Linked DNA regions of Mus musculus: all the other regions are linked to region 1. A link is a contact called in public HiCAR-type data. All regions are on one chromosome and are shown on one strand. Each heading gives the region's core, a stretch centred on a gene start, on an enhancer-like site or on the middle of the called end of the contact. The rest is flanking DNA. Distances are from core to core; before and after follow the strand shown. Region 1 holds the start of Gtf3c2 (general transcription factor IIIC, polypeptide 2, beta). Region 2 holds the start of Fgfr3 (fibroblast growth factor receptor 3). Region 3 holds the start of Nelfa (negative elongation factor complex member A, Whsc2). Region 4 holds the start of Maea (macrophage erythroblast attacher).

The links. HiCAR-type assays count read pairs that join an accessible place to other places.
Region 2: a contact with region 1 is called in a HiCAR-type map of astrocytes, with 8 times the contacts expected there. The contact joins the promoter of Fgfr3 here to the promoter of Gtf3c2 in region 1.
Region 3: a contact with region 1 is called in a HiCAR-type map of astrocytes, with 7 times the contacts expected there. The contact joins the promoter of Nelfa here to the promoter of Gtf3c2 in region 1. A contact is called at or near these places in 2 of 39 promoter capture datasets (liver and pre-B cells), 1 of 115 datasets of contacts at active chromatin or transcription factors (astrocytes) and 2 of 9 other capture datasets (adipose tissue and liver).
Region 4: a contact with region 1 is called in a HiCAR-type map of astrocytes, with 9 times the contacts expected there. The contact joins the promoter of Maea here to the promoter of Gtf3c2 in region 1. A contact is called at or near these places in 1 of 39 promoter capture datasets (liver) and 1 of 115 datasets of contacts at active chromatin or transcription factors (astrocytes).

Annotation. Positions count from the first base shown.
Region 1 is chr5:31,178,529-31,181,539 of GRCm38.p6, reverse strand. Gtf3c2 (general transcription factor IIIC, polypeptide 2, beta) reads left to right here and starts at 1,396. Exons shown (of 19, transcript NM_027901.2): 1 at 1,396-1,656.
Region 2 is chr5:33,720,317-33,723,126 of GRCm38.p6, reverse strand. Fgfr3 (fibroblast growth factor receptor 3) reads right to left here and starts at 1,403. Exons shown (of 18, transcript NM_008010.5): 1 at 1,199-1,403; 2 at 616-821. The coding sequence starts at 718. RefSeq lists enhancers at 933-991, 822-1,198 and promoters at 1,354-1,558, 718-1,558.
Region 3 is chr5:33,934,917-33,938,127 of GRCm38.p6, reverse strand. Nelfa (negative elongation factor complex member A, Whsc2) reads left to right here and starts at 1,857. Exons shown (of 11, transcript NM_011914.3): 1 at 1,857-2,102. The coding sequence starts at 1,893.
Region 4 is chr5:33,333,908-33,337,069 of GRCm38.p6, reverse strand. Maea (macrophage erythroblast attacher) reads right to left here and starts at 1,498. Exons shown (of 9, transcript NM_021500.2): 1 at 1,425-1,498. The coding sequence starts at 1,493.

The DNA.
Region 1 (3,011 bases), core at 147-2,646:
AAAGGGAATTTCAGTATAAATACATACGCTGGACCAACAATGAGAAACAGATCAACTGCGTGCAGGGTTAGTTAAGCTTAAAAAAGAGCCTTCAGGCTGGAGAGATGGCTCAGCATTTAAGAGCACTGACTGCTCTTCTGAAGGTCCTGAGATCAATTCCCAGCAACCACGTGGTGGCTCACAACCATCCGTAATGATTCTGGTGAGTCTGAAGTCAGCTACAGTGTACTTAGATATAATAATAAATCTTAAAAAAGAAAGAAAAGAGCTTTCACTTGTTGTATCTTAAACTTTGAGAATCTTTTTCCAAAATCAAAGTTATTTTAAAAAAATTTTTTTGTGTGATAAAACCAAAGAGAACTTAACCAGAGGCAGGATTTTAAGAGATGTTGTTCATCAAAGCACTAAATCTGTTACTCCCTATAAAATGTTTAGGAGCTATTATCTAAAAGAGGAAGACAGCCATTCAAAATGCTGTCATTTGAGCATAAGAGGATGTCGGAGAACTGGGTGTTCTCTTTCTTTCCTTTCAGATTTTGGCTAAATCCCTTTTTCCTTTTTTAATTGGTAGGATACAGGATTACCCTGGTAGAACCTGAATTCCTGAGCTCAAGAGATCTTCCTGCTTCAGCCTTGAGTACCTAGTCTGGGAGTTGACGTGCCCCATTGTTTTCTCCCTTTCTCATTTTTCTGAGACATGGTCTAATATAGTACAGGCTGATTTCCAATTTCCAAGTAGTCATGGATCACGTTGAACTGCTAATCCTCCTGACTCCATCTCCGGAGTGCTGGGATTATAAGCGTGCACCATTACTCTTTGTAAAGATTTAACCAAGGGAATAATTGAACAAGACTATTTAGAAAGGGGAAAGCTGCCATATTTCACCTCTTCCGGTTCATTTTAATTCGCCCTCCTCCTGGGTAAAGGCAGATCTGTGAAAGCTACATGGTTTTAAAAGGCTGAAAACCTTGTTGCTCGGAGGCCACTTCCCAGTGAGGGAGTGGCGTGAGGCCTGGGTTGATGCTCTCTTTAAAAGCGCAGCCTACCCACCCAGGCTAGGCTCCCCCCGCTCTTTTCTTCCCTTGGCCTCTTTCCAAGCCCTCCTCTTTATTTTCTTCCTGTCTTGGCTCATTCACTGGCAGCAGAAAATCAGGAGATCTCTGGGGGCGAGGGATTGTCTCCTAGTCCGTCGAAGCTCGGGACTGTAGTTAAGAATCAGGTGTGGTCAGGCTCTTTTCTCCACAAAGCCAGCAACCTGGGTGGAAAGGCAGGTCGGAACGCTCGGCGACAGCAGAAGCGCGACACTTTCCTCTTCAATGCTTTTCCACAAGGCTGCTGGTGGAGCTGCGGTGCCGCGCAGGCGCCGACCTCCCCTTCCGGTCGCTGAAATTCCCAGAAGGCCCTGCAGTGTCCTAGGGCCGCGGAAGCCACGCTCCAGCTCGCGGGCGTCGGAGGGCTCAGTGCCGCGCCGCGCTGCATTATGGAACACAGAGTTTAAAAGAAAGCTCGGCAGGAAACGCGTTCCAGACCAAGCTTGCGTTTACCTTGTCTCGGGGGCGGGGCAAGGAAGAGCCGATCAAGATTTCGTCATAAAACCGCGACCCGACAGGCGGCGCCATCTTCGAACTTGGACTTCCGGAAGGACTTTGGCGCGGGTGAGTGTACCGCAACGGGGTGTGCGGGGGACCCAAAATTACTCCTCCCATTCTTTTGCCGTAGCGCTAAGGCAATGGGAACCGATTCCCGATTCCCGTCTTACTCCCGCGCAAGACAGCGCGCCTCCTAGCCTTTGCGCTTCTCCCGAGAACCGTCGAGCTCTCTCCTCCGTCCCCACTGGGGCCACTGAGCATCCCCCATCTCTGCCAGCCGGTCTTACCTTCTTCCCCAATTCGGTGTATGTAGCGCGGTAAACTGGACTCAGGTTTCTGCACTGCTTACGTTGAACTCGTTACGTTGGGCCTTCGGACTTGGGTGAACCTGCAGTTATCTTAAGGCTTAGGGAAATCAGGGCTCGCCTGGGGCTCGAAAGCTGCCCCCACGGCCAGGATTGGGGAATGGCAGGTGGTGGTGTCTCTGTCTGATTGCAGTCAGTCCTCTTGTGCTCATTCCCTCTTACTGTGTCTCAGCCTTTTCCTCCAAGTGGCTCTAACCCCGGGGGTTGTGCCCCGCGCGCTGCAACCCCATTGGCGCAGCCAAGGGCCAGTTATGTTTCCTTATACTGGTCCTTTTATCCCGCGGCAAGTTTGCCGTCTTTTGGACAAGACAGAGATGGCGACTTCACCCCCACAGGAGGTAATTCACTTTTCTGGGCAGGTTTAGGACATAACCAGGTCTTTTTGCCCTTGGAGGTACATTGATTGTTACATAAATTCAAATTAACCTTTGCTTACGTTACCTTTTACCGCTTACCGCTATCAACTGCAGTGCCATTTTTCCTAATAGTTTTAAGTTGTTCTATTCAGATTTACACTCTTTAGTTTCTAGCAGTATCAACTGAAAACGTGAGTTGCAGGTTTTTGTACAAATAATATGTTTGTTTTTGGACCAGTAAAATTATCTGATAAATCACCAGTTGCATGATAGGAATACTTTGGGAACCAGTGTATTAAACAGTGTATGTGAAGTGAGTCCGTGTTTAAGATGAAGTATTATCTAATTGTTTTTCTTTTGCCAAAGTAGTCAGGTTAGCAACCTGAAGCAGCAAGGAAATCAGACAGTATGGGATATAAAAATCCTAGTTAGAATTTACTGAACATTTCTTCCTTTACTGTTTAAAATTTGTATTGTCAGATCCTAAATAGGAATTCTACCATTCACTGCCACTGCCTTTTACTAGAAGTGAATTTTTTCTTTTTTTTTTTTGTATTTTTTTTATTACGTATTTTCCTCAATTACATTTCCAATGCTATCCCAAAAGTCCCCCACACCCTCCCTCAGAAGTGAATTTTTAAAAGGATTTTTTTTTTGTATGTTGAGTCACTCACTGAAAAAAGTTATATACTGATTCATG
Region 2 (2,810 bases), core at 154-2,653, 2.5 Mb before region 1:
CGGGACTACCTAGGCGGCGCCAAGATCCTGGGACAACCGCCCCTCATCTCCCAGCGTGCGGCCTGAAGGGCAGTCTGTGCGCGCCCCTGGGAACCGACCCCTCAGGCCGCCTACAGGATAAGAGGGGAGCAGCCGCACTGAAGCTGTCACCTTGTCATGCGAAACCCTGAAGCTGAGCTTTGGCTGGGATACTACTATCCACCCCGCAACGTCCAGCCTTCCTTTAGCTGAAGCAGAGGAAGAACTGTTCCGGGAGAACGGCTGAATCAATAACAGGCATTTTTCCTCCTCTCAAATTCGAGAAGCAACAATAGGAATCGTGGGAAGTCAGCTCGCGCGCCTTCCCAACGCCCCTCTGCCTGGGACCACCGTCACGGGCACCGGTCCACGTGACGCCTCGCACTTGGGTGGTGGCTCCCAGCCTACAGACACCCCTATAAACTGCCGCGTCCGAGCTGACAGCGATCTGCGGGGCAGGGGACAAACCTCGGCGCACTAGCCCCTGTGGTGCTAATCAACCCGACGCCCCTTCCTCACCCAAGGGCTGTTCACCATTGCCAAAGCCCCTGTGATTCAGGGCCGGCCCCCAGAAGAACACCTTGGGTCAGTCCTTACCTGCCGCTCTCCGCACAACTCGCTGCTCTGGACCAGGAGGCTCGGAAGTAGCTCCAGCCACGACCGCCACGCAGAACACTAGCACGCAGGCCGGGACTACCATGGCTCCAGAGCGGGGGCCGCGGCGTCCTCAAGCAGCGCGCGCGGGCATGCTGCAACCCCCCACGCCCGGCTCCGGCGCCGGTGGGAGAACGCCTCTGTGGAGACTACAGGAGGAGAGCACTGAGTTACTCCGGAGGGCAGCGGGGAAGCGCGGCCTCGCTCCTGAACCCCGACCCCCGGCCGCCCCGCCCGCCGACTCCTAGCTCTCTCCCGGGCTGCCTGGCGCCGGCCGCCTCCTCCCAGCCGCGGTTCCTCCCTCCTCCTTCCCTCCCTGGTTGCCGCAGAGCCCTCCCAGGACGGAGGCAGTAGCCGCAAACTTTCCAGAGCGGGAAGCCCGCGCCTTGCCCCGGCCTCGCCGCACTTACGAACCGCTCCACTTCCCGCATATCTCACCCCCTGACTGCTTCTGAGCCCGCCCGGAACCTCCGAGTGCCAGCCGAGTCCTTCACACTAACCTGGCGGCCGCTAGAGCCCAACTCACCACGCGCGGCTCCGTCTCTCGGCCCGCTTTTCCAGGGTCTCCTCTGTCCCAGTGGCCGGCCGCCCACCACTGAGTCCCCCCGCCGGAGTGGATCGCACGGCGCCAGCTGCTCCCGCCACCCCCGCTGCCACAGTGCACTGAACTGGGGCTGCCCGGCGCGCAGCAGCCCGGGCGGGGGTTGGGGGGTGCTCCCGCCACGCCCCGAACACTCCCCTTCCCCGGCGGCCAGGGGGCGGGAGATCCGAAGAGGCGTGGTCAGGCGGGGGCGCCGGGCGGTCCCAGAGGGCGTGGGAGCCCAGCTGGGGCGGAGCAGGCGAGGCAAGGGTCGCACGCTCGACCCCTTGAAGCAATGCCGAGCTCAGGACTGTCTACCAGCACGCTTCTCCCTCCAATAAAGCTGTGCTCAAGGGCTCAGAAGGTTGACTTCGGTGGGGGTCTAGGTGTTAGGGCGTCTTCACAGTGAACTGGCCCCCTGAGCTGAATGAACCCTGTGCAAAGAGCACTAAATCCTCAGGTACAAAGCCTGACAGTTCCAGGAAGACAAATACAAATACGTGTGAACAGGTCTTCCAGTGAAGGATGGAGCAGAGTTTACATGATGAAAGACCCAGGGATTGCACCCTAGAAAAGACGGACACGCTGCTGTATTTATCAAACTAACCAGCTGCCTGCATCCTGCTCAGGAACGATGTCCACACTTCCCCAAGAACACACAGGTTTTGGAAGAAACTTACCCAGCCTCTCGGAATAGCGAGAAGAGCTGGGGATACAAAGCAGGGGAGCCTGCCCTACCCTAAGGCTGCCTGAACTCCAACCTATGGATGTCCTAGCACAGCACGCCCATCATGTGGGACACATTCCATCTGGGGAGTGTCACAATGACAGCTGGTCCCTGGAGGATCAGCCTGGTCACCCCATCATGCTGGCAAGCTGTAGGTCCTGCCTGGCAGAACTTCTGTAACAGCAACCACCCTGTGACTGATGGCCTCTCTACCCTCACAAGGCAGGGAACCTTGTCTCACTTTCAGACAAGTTCCACAAGGTCTGATGAAGCCTATGGGAGCCAGATACATGGGGACCTGGCTCAGTGCTTCTGCCCAGTCTGGCTGTATGTGGCTTGAAGAACTTAAAACTGCTCATGGGGGGGGTGGGGGGGGGAATGGCTCGTGGGTTACGAACACCTTTCACTGGCTTACTCATCACCCTTATCTTTCCCAGATAGCTGAGCAGGGAAAGCCCTGGCCCCAGAACCCTCATGCTCTCATCCCTGTGTGTCCACCCTAGAGCTGGGCAGCTCTGCCTACTGTTACTCCTGCTCTGGCCAAGGACCCCTCCCTGCAGACTGGCTAGAATCCAGTCCTGGGTTCCCATGGCACCCCCAGGCAGCTGCCCACAGGTCCTCTCCCAGGATGCCACCCCAGGGGGTCATAGCAGACATTCTCCCCTAATCTATTGGCAGATTAGTTATCAGTAAATGAACCAGAATGTGAGCTCTGACCCCTATTTCCACGCCCTTCGTCTGGAGGATTTATCAGAACCCTCCACACTCTGTAACTGGGAGCTGAGCATCCATCCAAACAGCAATACTTCTTTATTTCTGAGATGACCTCCT
Region 3 (3,211 bases), core at 608-3,107, 2.8 Mb before region 1:
CTCTGCCTCCTGAGTGCTAGGATTAAAGATGTGTACCACCACACCTGGCAATTATGTGTAGTGGCAATTTTCAGAATTCTGATATTTTGCTTTCTTTAAAAAACACAGAAATATTATGTTTTTGTCTTAATATTAAGTGTGGGGATATGGGGCTGCTTTGTAGCAGCTGACTGATTAGCAGAGCCATGGTTTTGCCAGCTGCAGATAGTTTCTGTGTTTGTGTGGCATTTGAAATTCTGGGAATTTTTCAGAGGGTATATAAATGCTAGAGCCCTGATAAGTGGAGTTGGTGATTGTTAGCCATTGGGAGCAGGGGGAGGGGATTGTGGTTTGTTAGTAGCGGTGCTCAAAGAAGAAACTAGATTCAGGGATCTCTCTCTCTCTCCTCCTCCTCTATCCTTCCTTCTCTATCTAATGATAGAGGGTGAAATGGATGGGAGGATGAAGGGTGGGAAAAAGAACCCACAAAGTAGCAAAAACCTACTTCAAGGATGAGCAACATTTTTTTTTTCCAAGACAGGGTTTCTCTGTGTAGCCCTGGATGTCCTGGAATTCACTCTGTAGACCCGGCTGGCCTCGAACTCAGAAATCCACCTACCTCTTCATCCCAAGTGCTGGGATTAAAGGTGTGTGCCACCACCACCAGGCAAGTCTGAGTAACTTAAAGTGTCAGGAAAGACCACTCCACTACAGCTGTCACCAAATGCTGGATACCTGAGGCTCCCAGTCCCTTGAATCAGGCAATTCCACAGTCTCTTCTGTCAATAGTTGTTAATATAACCATGGGAAGTGGCCTAGTGAGTCTTATGCCTTTCCAAGTTTCCTCAGGCTTGTACATTTAATTACCATGCTAAGTCTTAAGAGCTGCTCTCCCCTCTTCATGAAATATTTCAATTAGGAGAAAACAATTTACATTTAGTTATATATTTTCATTCTGTGGCTCAAAATGGACTCAAACCCTCCTATCTGAGCTCAAATTCCAGGAATTACAGACATGAACCACCACTCCCAGGATACTTAGTGTTTTAAGAGATTCGTTTCACTATTTTGCACAGGATGGCCTCTACCTCCTCGGCCCAACCGATCCTTTTCAATCTCCTAAATATCTGTGACCAGAGTCGTGCCCTACTGCCACTTTTGCTGACACTGCCTTGTGAGTGGCCTAGGGCTTTAATCCCAGTACTTGGGAGGCAGAGGTAAGTGGATCTCGGAATTTGAGGCCAGCTTGGTCTACAGAGTGAGTTCGAAGGATGGACAGAACTACACTGTCAAGTTCTGATAAAGAGAGACACTACAGGGTGAATTTAGGCTTCTCAGCAGCTGTGGAGGATCAGCCTTTGAAAGACCGTACTCTGAACTACTTTGCAATTGCCCTGATGATTAACCACAGCCATCGCGACCACATAACCATGGGAAATGGCCTAGTGACATCCCCGACACGGAACGGACCTGTATGCGGACCTGAGGCAGCACTGTATGCAGGACGGGCAAGGGCCATTCAAGACTGTCTGTGGAGAACGAGCCCAGCGCGCTCTCCGGACTCCTTCCAATGAGCCGCACACCGGGAAACCAAACTGTTGCGCCTCACTGCGGTACTCTGAGCGGAACATCTCGACGACACACGGATGCGACTCAAATGGCTACGGCATTGCCCGGCGCCCTAGTAGGTGCCGCCATCATGCGTTACGGAAACCCAGAGTTCTTTTCGCGGAGACTCACCGCCCACTCCCTGTTCTTGCGCCTCGGCTCGAAGCCTCCAGAAGGCGGGGCCATTTGCAGTTGCACTCGAGACCCCGCCCCGCGCCAACGGGTGCCGCCATGTTGGGGGTCCTCGCCGGGGACACGTAGGCGTCCGCGTAAGATGCCGGCCGACGCGCGCTGCCGCCGCCAAGATGGCTTCCATGAGGGAGAGTGACACCGGCCTGTGGCTGCACAACAAGCTGGGCGCCACGGACGAGCTGTGGGCGCCACCCAGCATCGCGTCCCTGCTCACCGCCGCGGTCATCGATAACATCCGCCTCTGCTTCCACCGCCTCTCCTCGGCCGTGAAGCTCAAGCTACTGCTCGGGACGCTGCATCTCCCGCGCCGCACCGTGGACGAGGTGAGGACGCGGGCCAGCCTCTCTCCGGCCGGAGCACCGCTCCTGCCTCCCGCCGGCTCCGGCGCCGCACCTTGCCCTTCTCCCGCCGGCCGCGCGCAGCTCCGTTTTGGCGCCGTTAGCCCCTACACCTTAGTACTTCCAGCCGCTGGGCGCTGTCGCGTTCGGGGGTCGTGGGGCCATGGCCACAACAGCCAGGCCCGCCCCTTCCGCAGTGCTGGATGCTTCAGCTCCGAAGCTACTCTTGGTTCGGGGCTGTTAGTGCAACTTTCCATGTGACTGCTGACCTTAATTTTGTTGCTTTTGCCTTACCAAATATCAGTCGGCTTGCGTTCATCTCTATTCTGTGGCGTTTTGTTTTGTTTTTGTTTTTTGAGACAGGGTTTCTCTGTATAGCTCTGGCTGTCCTGGAACTCACATTGTAGACCAGGCTGGCCTTGAACTCAGAAATCCGCCTGCCTCTGCCTCCTGGGATTAAAGGCGTGCGCCACCACGCCCGGCTATTCTGTGGCTTCTTTTCAGTGTACTCTTGTTCCACATTGCATCTCTCTAACTTATACTATGCTTTGCAAATACATACGCAAATAATATATGTATAGTTTCACTGTGTAGCCCAGGTTGATCTCATACTTGGTATCCTCCAGTCTCAATCTCTGGAGGTCTGGGCCACTACATCTGATAGCAGCTAAAAACACCGAGTTACCTTAGTTTTTAAACATTTCCAGTTATTGTATTATTTTTATATCATTAATTTTTATTGCTGCACTATACCATATACACAAAACTGCATATTTATTCGGTTTAAAAAATACTGAGAGCTAGCTAAATGACTCCTGTTATCTCCACACATGAAAACAAGGCTGGTCCCTCCAAAGCACCTCCATTCCTCTTTCCTGCAGGAGGCTTTTTTTTTTTTTTTTTGGTTTTATTTTGGCAGGGTTATCAATCGTGTGTGCATTCCTAGCACACACGAGTATTTGGGGTTTGCCTCATTTGAATTTAATACGGCAACAGGTTTCCACGTTATATTCATTTTCCGTGTGGTGTGGGTGTGTCTTCTGTTGGTAAACACCTGGACAGATTCATCCAAGTTGTTGCAGACAGTTTGATTT
Region 4 (3,162 bases), core at 249-2,748, 2.2 Mb before region 1:
GAAGCCTGCCTCAAAAAAAAAAAAAAAAAAAAAAAAAAAGAAAAGAAAAGAAAAGAAAAGAAAAGAAAGAAAGAAAACAAGGCCTGAGGATGTAGCTCAGTAGCAGAGCATTGGCCTAGCACGTACAAGACCGAGGTCTGTCACAAGTACCTCCTACTCCCCCAAGCCATACATTTTGAACATCTGACAAAAAAGACTGGTGGTGTTTGCTCCCTTCCTTAGTCAAATAAAGCACAGGATACAAAACATTGATCAAATATGGCTGCTCACCAACTATAGAAGAAGGCCAGCTGGGCCTTGCTTCTGCCCTCCTGTGAAGACAAACTACTCCAGAGCAGTCAGATGTCACAGGGACAATGACAAGAGATGCCTTCCAGGGAATGCCAAGACTTCCATGTGCAATATAAGCTCGCTCACTTCACCCTCGGGGAGGAAAACAAGTGCTCCCTAGGGCTTACATCAGACAAGGGAACACCAGCAGAAGTCAGGTGCCTCCCATACAATCTGGGTCTCCCTAAGCACAGAAAAAGCGGTCTCGCCTAGAACCTGTAGTCTTCAACCTTAGCTAAACGACCCACCCACCCACCACCAAACAACCACTGGGTCACCAAAGAGATGGATGAGGTGCCAAGAGCTCCAGAAGAAAAGCTGCCCAGACCTCAGCCAAGGAATGTAGAACACGAAGGCTCTGCCGGCCTTCCTTGGAACCAAAGAATTTTTTTCTTCCTCTTAAGGCTTTTCTTCCCAGGTACTTCACCGCAGTCCATCCGGTACCATCAAGCCCTCTAGCAACTGAAGCCTCCCAGTCTTCCGGCGGGGATGAACGTTTGTCCTAAAGGAACGCACTGGCGCAGCGACCACCCAAGGTCACGCCCCGGAAACCAAGGGCAGGAGCTGCGCTGGAGTTCTGGGGACGCCCAGCGAGGCGGGGTGCCACCGGGTCGCCAGTGCTCCCCACTGGCCCCCTAATTAGCACCAGAGGCATGCCCGCCACGCCCCAGGCCGAGCTTCCGGAAGGACGCCCCGGGGCCGCCGCGACCCACCTCCGCGTCCAGGGCCCCTGGTTCTTTAGTGCCCGCCGCCCCGGCCGTGGCCTCGCTGCCCGCACTCGCACGGCCCGCAGCCTCTCGGCTTTGAAGGCTGGGTGGGAGGCAGGGCTCAGGCCCCGCCGCCCGGGCCTCGGAAGCCCTCTGACTCTGTCGCCCCGCACCACCTAGGTCACAGTACACCGAGAGGTCCCCCTTGGCCCCATCGGGAGGCCCCGGCCCGTGCCCATCGCGCTGGAGAGCCGCAGCCCCACCGCCCCCGACCCCGCCCCCGGCCGTGCAGTCCCTCCAGAAGCGACTCCGGCAGCGACCCAGCCCCTGCACCACCACGACCCCTCCCAAGATGCGGTGGCGACCCTAGCCGCGCCTAGAACGCACCTTGAGGGTCGGGTACTCCTGCACCTTCAGGGTCATGGACAGCTGGGCCGCCGACTCCTGCACCGCCATCTTGGGCCGGCCGAGCGGAGGAGGCGGGTACGGGGCACGCCGGATAGTGACGTGCTACGTACGGGAGCAGGCGGAGCGGCTATGAGTCTGCACCAATCGTGTCACCGGGCCGCCCGAGCGGAAGAAGGCCAGAGCCAATCATCTTTCACGGGCTCGACCAATCGCCGGCAGCTCTAGAGAGCGGCTTCCTCATTGAATTGTCCGCTGGCGTAGGCCGCAGATGCGGATTTAGTAGAGCGGGGATCCCGACGCCATGGACGTTCGGAGGGTTGGGGCTGAGACGACTCACGTTGTGGTCGCACCCCCCCCCCACACACACACCTCCGAAGTCGCCTCCCGTAGTGGTCACAGGCCCTGCCTCAGCGCTCGGTGGCCGTTATCTCTGAATGGTCACTTAGGGGTGCGGTTTTTGCCATCCGGGAACTACTTTCCTTCATCTCCATTTTCGCCGATTAACAGCTCTGGCGTCCAAGAGCGGGCTTCCCAATAAAAGATAAAGAATGTTTACAATAGAATAAGACAGGGAGGGGCTATCGAGCAGCTGTGCTTTCCTGCCAGTAATAACATAAGGAACACTTGGGAACTGCATTTGTGAAAAAGCGATGAATCCTTGATTTGGGGTCCAAAAGGCGTCTGAAGGTGTCCAGTCCCTGACCTAAACTTGTAGTCAAGTTGAATTCCTGGAGCAATAGTAATGATCAGTTAACATCTTTCTGATAAACTAAGCAACGTGGATCTTCCAGGGCTCCTGAGTGAAAGCAATTATCTGTGATGTAGGCTTCACCCTACAGCACATGTCACAAGACCTGAGAATCAGTCTGTTCCCTAAGGCAATGAGGACTTCTTTAAACCACCTGAAAAACAGAATTGAAGTAACTATCAACCAGACCACACCTTGACTGAGATTGCTTAATTATCATGCCTTTTACCTACATTCTAATTCTTCTATTTTGAACTCAATTTGGCCATTTGTTGGTAGCCAGACAATAAACTTGAGGGTCACTAAAACCCTTTATCTGAACTGAATGGCTTTTTTTTTTTTTTTTTTTTTTTTTTTTTTTTTTTTTTGGTGAATTGAACCTACCTCACGTTTGCATGATTTCTGCAGAAGCCAGAAGAGAGCGTTAGATCCCCCAGGAACTAGAGTTACAGATTGTTGTGAGACAAGCACATGGGTGCTGAGTACTAAACTTGAGTTCTCTACAAGACCAGCATGTGCTCTTAACCCATGAGCCATCTCTCCAGCCCTCCTCGCCTGCTTTTAAAATTAAAAATGGAATTACATTTCATTCCTTAGGAAATGACTTCTACATTAAGTTGTCTTTTGTATTTTACAGAACTGGATCTTTGTTTTGTTTTTCCTTGAGACTCTATCTTGGAACTCTATGTAGACCAGGCTAGCCTCGAACTCAACAGAGATTCTCTTGTTTCACAGATCTTCTGTGCCCCTTCTCAGATGATACCATCTCCCATGCAGGTTCCATGCCTCCCTCCCCCTAGTCTTTAGTCTTATAGAGTTAGATGATGAAGAAATCAGTGACTGTGAGTCCTCCAGTCCACATTTGCACAGTGGCATTACATATTCCCCTCTGTAGCCATTCTGTCTGACTCTCTTACATGGTCACATTTAAGTCCAGGGCTGTAATATATGATGTTGGCCCCCTTAGAG